3 separate regions of the Mus musculus genome follow, and all the other regions are linked to region 2. Evidence: chromatin contacts called from public HiCAR-type and HiChIP or PLAC-seq data. All regions are on one chromosome and are shown on one strand. The core of a region is the stretch at or near the end of the contact, and the rest is flanking DNA. Distances in the headings are between cores, read along the strand shown.

Region 1 (2,848 bases), core at 56-2,555, 170 kb before region 2:
TATTTGCAGGAAGGCCAGTATGTAAACAAACAAGCTGAAATAAAGTCAATAGCTGCATCCCAATCCACTGTTTGTTTGTTTGTTTGTTTGTTGTAAGAGGTGTAAGAGGACCTACTACTACGTTCATGCATACAGATCAGTTACCATGTAGAGGATAAACCGCGGACATGAAGACAGAAGGGGCACTCGCTGGTGAAGCATGGCAAACCTGACTCTGGCAAGGCTTGCCTTTCCTCTAGCTCTTTTGTCTTGCAATCTGTAATCTGTTAGATTATATTCCTAAAGCTAGCCACCAAGGTCTATTCCCTTATTTGGCCACTTTCTCTGGAGGCTGACTACCAAGGTCCAGCTATCAAAGTATTGAAGTCCAGCCATCAAAAGCTACCCCCACCCCTGTCATCTAATTAACATGCCCAACTAAAACTAAACCCCTCATCCTAACATGGGAGTTCCCCTTTTACCTTTATAAACTACTATTTTCTGATGACCACCTCTGTCTCCTCTCTATCCAAGCAGTTCTTTTTCCTCCGGGACAAATATCCCATCCATCTCCCTTGTTTCCATCTCCTTCTCCCTTGTCCTCTATCTTTGTTTTTTCTTCCTTTGTCTCTTATTCCCTGTTCTTTGTTCCTCTGGGGCAAATAAATCTCCTTGGTGCTGAGTTTTGGTCTTGAGATGTCTTGTGTACAGTACTAGTCCCTTCAAAGACCAAGGGGGAGAGGCTGGGCATTAGGCCTCCAGACCTAAGTTGCTAGTTGCCGTAGACCCTCTGGGTCCCTTCGTCTGCGTGGAACGGGTCTCTGGGGCAGGTGGGCAAGGCATCGGCGGGTGACAGACAGATCAACATGCGAGGTTGTGTAGAATCTGAATGTATTGTGTCAGGTTGAGCATCAAACTTTTTATACCAGAGAAATAACAAGAAACCAGACAAAATACAATCCACCAAGTTACAGTGACCCAATACAAAAGGAAAGTATACATCAAAAGAAGGTGGGGACCAGGCTGCTGCTGCAAAAGAAGGGAGCCAGGTGTAAACTAGTCTATTGTTAAACCCACCTCGGGGTTCTGCACTAGCAGATCTTTTCATGAATACTGCAGTACCCCAACACCCTATTTCCTGGGTCTACAGAAGAATTTACCAACTTGCTTCTAATGTGAAGCTTGCTATACCTAGTTGTAGAGAAGATCTCTGTCTCAGTGGGATTCCCTAGCTCTATTATTCCCTTGTTTGGGTGAGATTTGCTACTACTGTCCTTGGTAAATATTTTGCAGACCAGCTCTGAGCTACTGGCTCTGTCTTTTGTAATGTTTAATTAGTAACTGAATAGGTAACTTCCTTTCTGCAATCCTGCCGGATTTCAAGCTCACAGACTTCTGGGACCTTGGAACAATGGGGAGACTTAACTATAACAGAATTTAATCTTAAAAGGCATTTATAATAAAATATTAAAAGAGAGCTCGTAGATCCGTACACCGGACTAACCAGGAATAGAGTATGAGTATAAGGGTAAATGAGAACGCCAAAGCTCCAGGAGGTGAGTTTCCTTGAAACTCTTTTCCTAGTTGAGTGCTTACAGACTTTTTCAGCCTGTCAAGCAGACTTGACTGGAGGGCAGGGCGTGGCAGCTAGTGTTTAAGGAGTCTAGTTTGTGGGTACTCACTAAACTTCCCTAACAAGTGAATTCAACTCTGCCCATTATTCTGTTTTCTTCCTTCCTACTAATTACAGAGTCACTAACTACAGAAAACTCTTCAGTAGAGGAGACCACACAGTCCAGTCCTTCCTTTTTTCATGCAAACATGATCACCCCAGGCATGGATTCCTCACTCCAGAGCTTGCTGCTGGTTCAGTCCTCAAATCCACCTCCATTTACCTGCCATTCTGTAACTTCACACGGGGGATAAATCCTTATAGAAATCATAGGAATAAATCATTATGAAACACAGCTCTTTTATAGCTCTTTCCCTGAGAAATTTTAACAGACTCTGCTCCCATAGAATGTATTTCATCTCACAATCACAATTTGTCTTTGATAAAGAAAAATTAGGTTCCCAGGGCATTGTGAAATTATTGTGGGTTGGGGTCAGAAATTTAAACTCGCAGATATTCAGAACAATTCTGGTTTAAATTCTTCTGATGAATTTATAACTTTACAATTTCTAAAGATTTAATTAGCTTTGCAATGTTAAAGATTCAATTCTGTGTGGAGTGCACACTTTCAACAGGCAATACGAAATCACTGACAATCAACAATATAATTAAAGATTAAACAAAATATTAAACAAATGTACTATGTGAAACATAATGTTAGGAAACTTGCACATAGACATGTACAGATGGATCTTGAGGAATGGTTACATCTAGGTGATTAACATGTAGTACTTCACATAGATTTTTTTTTGTGGAAGAGCAACTTCAGAATCTTTCAAAATTAAAATATATTATCAAGTACATTCAGAACGTTGCAAATTAATGTCTTAAACTTATTTTTTCTAAACTGGCATTTTATATTGTTTGATTACAGCTCAACACCCACCACATGGGCGCACACTCATCACCATTCTGTGAACAGACATAAGCTGCTTGGAGCTTTCGTCTTCCTGAAGGGTGTGTGAACATATGTATGAACAATAAACAAGACCCATAAAAGATGGAACAGGGGCAGGTCAGGCATTGGTACACATCCACAGATTCCAAAGACCAGATTCAGGCTAAATTCAGCCACTGAACCCAAGATGACAGGTGCTGATCATAACTCTTTCCCCTTCTCCTCCTTTCCTTAGTCTGCAGCATCCAGTTCTACAGGAAAGGTTCTCAGCTTCTGCAGGCCTGCTGTGGAAAGCGCAG
Region 2 (2,700 bases), core at 19-2,518:
TGAAAACTGTATGCAATCAAAATTCTATGGTATAATTTTAGATTTTGAATAATTATCTACATATTTTTACCAAGGCTCCTTAAATGCATGACCACTATTGAAAATGGAAAATCCCAAAGGGATACTGGCAAAATAATTGAGAAAAAATGTAAAAGATTGCTTGATAACATCCTAAAATTTCTGCTTCCATGTTTATTTCTGTATGCAATAAAAGGGCATAACAAACATGTAAACTTAAATATCTGTCAAAATTATGTAGCATTATGAAAATATATGTATTTGTTCTTTTATACATTTTTCTGGTGGCCATATGAATTGGCAGACTATGTTTTCTCAGAAGACATGCAGAAACATATTTCAGTGCATAATGCTATAATAACAGATTAATCAAAGCAAGAACAAACCTCGGATGTAGTCCTGCTGAAGGAACAGATTGAAGATAATTCGTCTTAGTTATATCAACTCTTTCCTCAGCTCTGCAACCCCATTGTGAAGGCTGTAGGAATCAGCTTGTTATTTTGAATGTATTTAGAAGGGGAAACATATGCATTAAACCAACGCTCATTACAATTATAGGAATAAGACTATATACAGCTAGACTAAGTAAGTAGGAACCCCAAATTCCATCCAAAATAAATTACTTTCTTTCTTCCCTGCTACTTTAATCTGTCCTAAAATATGGTCACAGAACCCAGTTCTATGGCACAGTTTTAAAGCACCCAGTTTTGGGTATAAATGGAGGCCAACAAGGAGGGCTGCATGCTATCCCAAGGTCAAAGCACAATTTGCTCCCAGGGAAAGCTGACACTGGTTCTTCTGTCCCATAGATCACAGTTGCTCTGCCTTTCTGACAAATGTTTTAATGTGCACAGAGATGGGACAGCCTTCCTTCAAATATGTTTTGTGTGTAGTTACTTGAAATTGGAACGAGAGCAGTAGGGATATAGAATATTTTTCTCAGAGGCTGAGCTCTTTATCTTCAGATAATTGATCATTTGACAGCTTTGTGATGAAGCTCTAACAACTCAGGATTGGATTTCTGATAAACACCATATGTTTATAGGAGAATATCTGAATGGTATCTCATTTTATAATCCTCGTGCTCGCAGAATCAGAAACTTTTCCGTATGACCTTCAGATCGAGGCGCTGTCATTTTTTTAGCATTGAAGGAAATAGTTGGGGGGAGAAACCCACTAATAAGGCTGTGGTCAAGAATGGCTGATACACAGCTGGGCAAGCAGCTGGGCTTTTCATGGAACAACCCAAAATGTGAGCAAATGGAACTGTATCTGAATGGGAATGAAATGAAACTCCAGGTCCCATGGAAGCATTGTACAGTTTGTATGTACAATAATCACTTTCTCCTCTCATCGGAATCTTAGAATTCCAAATATAATTTATGTCAGAACAAATAGCCCCTTGCGTGTCTGCCAGTTCTCAAAAACCTGTTCCTATTTTTTTCAAACGAATACATCCTAGCTTCCCATTTGCATTTTATTATATTATTTTGCATAAGTAATAGTGATGTTTTGCATTTTTAAGCAGCACCGCTTGTGAGATTTGTCATTAAAAGAGGTTATTATTCCAGAAGCTACCATCAAAGAATGTGGACGCTATTGACACTTTCTGGTCATTCATGGCACACAGTGAAGAATGTCCTTGAACAAGGTCAAACAATGAGTCAGCAGGACACCAGGATCACATTTCCAAGCTCCCAAGGCAAAGTCCTACTCCCTGTATCAGCAGGTCTCCTGTGGGACATTATTTTTTTCAGAGCACACTTTGCTTGTGATTTTATTCATCCTTGAAATTCTTGCGGTATGATAGCAGGGGGAAAAAAGTACTCCTGTTACCAGACCATGAAAATCTAAGAAGTCTACAGAGAAAAGGGATTTGAGATAGATTTAGAATGTTGGAGAAGCTTCCCTGCAGCTCTCTGTGGAAATGAAACTCGAATCAGCCAACCAAAGTAATTCGAAATAAATATTTTACAAATAGCAACAGATTGCATAGCAACACGAGAGCCCGGCAGGACACGTGAGCACTAACGGGCTGCTTATGTTTCTTATTAGGAAAAATAGGAACCAATGTCTAGAAAACGCAGCCGATGCTTAGTCACATGAAATACACAAACATGCAAGCATATTTTTAAGATAGTTGTATCTAGATAAGATCAGTGTGTACTTACAAAAGGCTTGGGCTGTATACTGAACACTGACAATTAACCCTCTCCTTAAGGTTTGGATGTGAGCAAGGCTTTTTAATTAAGCACATTCATATCACTGTAAACAGCCTGCTTGCTTATTAAACAGAATTCTCAAAGGTAGAAAGCAGTAAATTCATACTAATGGCCTAAACAGAACCACCTCATAACTTGATCTTGTTCTTATTTCCACAAGAAGAAAGAAAAGATTATTAGGTTTCTAAGCACTTTATATCAAGAAAAAAAATAAAGGAAATGGCTATAAATGTTACCTCTGTTTTGTAAATGTTTAAACTTAGCAGCAGAGAGGTTAAAATTAAATTTTTTTTTTTTGGTCAAATGTGACATAGCTGTCAGGCAATAAAGTTTATTATGCTGCGATTGTTCCCCTGTCCTTAGTTTTTGCCACCAGAACCAAACTATGTTGTTTCTAAATATTTTTATTAGGTAGGATGACTTTTTACATAAGATAGGATGCATTTTTTTATTATTTTAT
Region 3 (3,127 bases), core at 264-2,763, 130 kb before region 2:
TATGCATTTTACAATTATTGTGCTCTCAGTAAATGTTATCTGTTACTACCAATGCTCAGGTTACCATTATTACTATTGTGAATTTACTTTAAAGCTTATATCATATTCTTTTCTATATTGAACTTATGACATTAAATAAAGGAATAGCTGGGACAATAGAATTCGAATTCATTTGGTAATTTTTTTCCCTAGTCTGGTATTCTTACATCAACTATTAAGTAAAAAACAATGCCCCATAGTTATCCCCACAGGTCAATATGATGGAGGTGATTCATCAATTAAGTTTCTTTTTCCAGTCATGTCAATTTGACAGCTGCAGCCGACTTTGTGGCTAAATAACAGTATTGACAGCAAAATTTGTTTTTTCAAAGATCCCTCCCTCTATTTACATCCTGATGCTTTCCTTACTGGTTGGATGTTGATCCTAACATTGCTCATTGCTCATGGAGTTGTGGAACGGTACACTTCTTTGGCTCTGGCTCCTCCTCCTCCATTCCACCTGTCCCCTCTCTCTGTCTCTCCTTGAAATGTAAACACACACCCACACAGAGAGAGAGAGAGAGGGGGGGAGAGAGAGAGAGAGAGAGAGAGAGAGAGAGAGAGAGAGAGAGAGAGAGAGAGAGAGAGAGAGAGAGAGAGAGAGAACATGCTTTTTTTGGTGATGAGATCTAGTATGAGTTATATCATGTTCTCCCTAAGACAATCTACTGGGGTCCCAATGTCCACTAATTAAAGGGTGATTTTAGTTGGAGACATGGTCTAGAGGTGATCAGGTTAAAATGAGGCCGTTATCAAGGGTTGTTGTATCATGTGGGTGATGTCACGGAGAAGGGAGAATCTGGAGACACACATAACATGTACACAGGAAGAGAGTGGTGTGAGGAGATGCTGGGAGAAACTAGCTACCTTCAAGCTCATGTAGCTGACTGGATCACATTCTATCCTCAGGGCCTACAGAAGGACCAACCCTGAACCCTGAAATTGTAAGATACTCTATTTCTTCTGGGGGGAAAGCCCTGCGGTTGTAAATACTTAATTTTATCAGCGCTAGCAGCACAAACAAGGCCCAGATAGACAGTAGAGTTAACTGGGACTTGGCTGATGAGAGCACTGCTTTGTTGCTTGGTTATTTCAGACAAAGGAAGCTGAAGTTTTACTTTTTGGAGCATTATGTTCCTGGGATAAACTTTTAGAAACTTGTTTTGTTTTACATAACCGTGAGGTGGTGGCTGGAGACCTACATTTGAGTGAAGAGAGAAAGTAGAGCCCTGTAGAAGACACAAGAAACAAGATCCCTGTCACCTGTAAGCAGACTTCTCCTGTCAGCTGTCATTAAGGAAAAGATACAATTGGCTTTAGATTCTCTCTCTCTCTCTCTCTCTCTCTCTTGTTGGGAGGGGTGGGGCAGTGAGGAGACAGGGTCTGGAGATCTGTGCTTAAAGAGTGCAGGTAGGGCTCCAGAGAGGGCGGAGGACGGTGCTGCTTATCCTAGATTCCCCAGACCCACCCACCCACTGTAGCTGTGTGCTCAGGCAAGCGGTGGTGAAGAACAGCTCTAGCAGAGGACGCTTTCGGGCGGGGGTGGGGGGAGCACCAAATCTGTGGATCCAAATCTAAGCTGAGAGCCTTCACTTTCCACTGGGTGAGCCCCCCTGTCCTTCGGTCAGCCTCCGCTCCAGACACAGCCAGCCGACCCGAAGGTCTGCGGCGGGGTCGGGCTGTGCCAGCTGGACCCGCCCCGAGCTCCATGGTTCGCCCAGCCCCGCGCGATGGTGACTCTGGGTGCGGAGGGTGGCTATGGGAGAGCCAGCAGATCGCAGCAGCGTGAAGGCAGGGAGCGCGGCGGGCGGCAGGCGGGGACTGTCTCCCCGACCTCAGCACCCAGAGAAGCGGATCAACCACCTGAACCCCGAAAAAACGCCAACAAGTAGTTTCTCCTTTGAGGAGGGCGGCTCAGCTGGTCGCAGAGACTCTGTCCGACTGCAGGAAGAACCTCGTCCACAGGGAGACCCAAGCAGATCCACTTTACTCCCGGTCTCCTTAAGGTATCCGGGGACTAGGAGGGGAGAAAAGGAAGGGCAGCGCAGGCGGGCATCCCCCTGCCTAGCTTTAAGAGCTTGGCTGTGGAGCCCCTGGGGAGAAGCTGGAAACAGGCGGTCTAGCTCAGCGACCCAGGGGGTGTGCCTCCCTCAGCTTCTCCTGGGCCTCGCCCCTCCTCGAAAGCAACCCCCCACTCTCCACCCCAAGATGTTTGTTTTTCTTGGGAAGGGGGAGGGGTGGCAGAGACTGCTCACTTTTGTCCTCAAAGATGGATCCTAGTTAGCCGTTTCCTTTCCCAAGTAATAATAACATTTAGCAACAAACGGCAACAGTAATGTGAAAAGGAAATTGGATGAGGAAATTAGTCAGAGGTCTCCTTGGTGAAAGGCGGTAGCGAGGACGTTTGTTGTTGTTATTGTTGTTCTGACTTCTGGGTTCAGTCTTCTGCCTGGTAGGTGAGGGAGAGAAGTGAACTGAGAACAGAGCGGGCAAAGGGCACTCCCCTAGTGCTGGGGGTGGTGGTGGCGGTGGGGAGAGCTGTCTTAAGGTTGGACCAGGGTATGCAGGCAGCTGGGGCACTCCTGGCCTCCTCCCACTCAACACTGCTAAGTTGCCTCAGCAAATGTAACTCCCTCATGGGGGAATTGCATTAAGAACAGGGGAGGGGCTGAGCGAGAGAGAGAGAGGGATGGGATAGTGGGTAAGGGGTCTAGTTAGGGAGGAGCGCTTGGAGCAAAGGCGGGTAGAAAAAAAGGCTGGGGACTGAACGGTGGGGATTTAGGGAAAGGAAAGAGGGGCTTGGGGACTTAAAGCAGGTTGGATGTGACAGGGATAGAGGGGAGGCATGGTGGAGGGCAAGAAGGAAAGAGAGGTCAGAGCCAAGGGTGGACTGTGTGCCGCAAGAGAAAAAGGTTTCCTGGAAGGTCAAGGAAGACTCAACTGTTCTTCGTTCTCTGGGAACCTGGGCCAGGGATGCGAGAGGCGGGGACAGGACTTGGGCACCAAGCTCCTCCTGGGAGGGTCCTTTCCACTTGCCAGCTCTGCAGTTTGGCACTCTTGGGTTGAGGTAGGGGGTAGGGTGGGGTCC

Evidence for each region. HiCAR-type assays count read pairs that join an accessible place to other places. HiChIP or PLAC-seq counts read pairs in DNA pulled down with a chosen protein or histone mark.
Region 1: a HiCAR-type map of embryonic stem cells shows a contact between it and region 2, with 6 times the contacts expected there. The contact joins two enhancer-like sites. A contact is called at or near these places in 1 of 15 datasets of contacts at CTCF or cohesin (the NIH/3T3 cell line), 2 of 484 Hi-C or Micro-C datasets (both in embryonic stem cells) and 2 of 115 datasets of contacts at active chromatin or transcription factors (both in embryonic stem cells).
Region 3: a contact with region 2 is called in an H3K4me3 HiChIP or PLAC-seq map of embryonic stem cells, with 15 read pairs. The contact joins the promoter of Kcnc2 here to the enhancer-like site in region 2. A contact is called at or near these places in 2 of 39 promoter capture datasets (3T3-L1-derived adipocytes and hippocampal neurons), 3 of 484 Hi-C or Micro-C datasets (cortical neurons, embryonic stem cells and nephron progenitors) and 2 of 115 datasets of contacts at active chromatin or transcription factors (embryonic stem cells and stem cell-derived neural progenitor cells).

The regions. Positions count from the first base shown.
Region 1 is chr10:112,227,971-112,230,818 of GRCm38.p6, forward strand. No RefSeq gene overlaps it. Among named protein-coding and RNA genes, the nearest start is that of Kcnc2, 41 kb to the right of the region's middle. Within about 2 kb of position 1,306, at least 8 of the 459 cell types and tissues checked have an H3K27ac peak or open chromatin away from gene starts, as enhancers often do. A contact at or near this core is called in embryonic stem cells, where this site is marked.
Region 2 is chr10:112,398,978-112,401,677 of GRCm38.p6, forward strand. The region is part of intron 2 of Kcnc2 (potassium voltage gated channel, Shaw-related subfamily, member 2); the gene reads left to right. Among named protein-coding and RNA genes, the nearest start is that of Kcnc2, 130 kb to the left of the region's middle. Within about 2 kb of position 1,269, at least 22 of the 459 cell types and tissues checked have an H3K27ac peak or open chromatin away from gene starts, as enhancers often do. A contact at or near this core is called in embryonic stem cells and hippocampal neurons, where this site is marked.
Region 3 is chr10:112,268,504-112,271,630 of GRCm38.p6, forward strand. It overlaps Kcnc2 (potassium voltage gated channel, Shaw-related subfamily, member 2), which reads left to right and starts at 1,514. Exons shown (of 5, transcript NM_001379643.1): 1 at 1,514-2,045.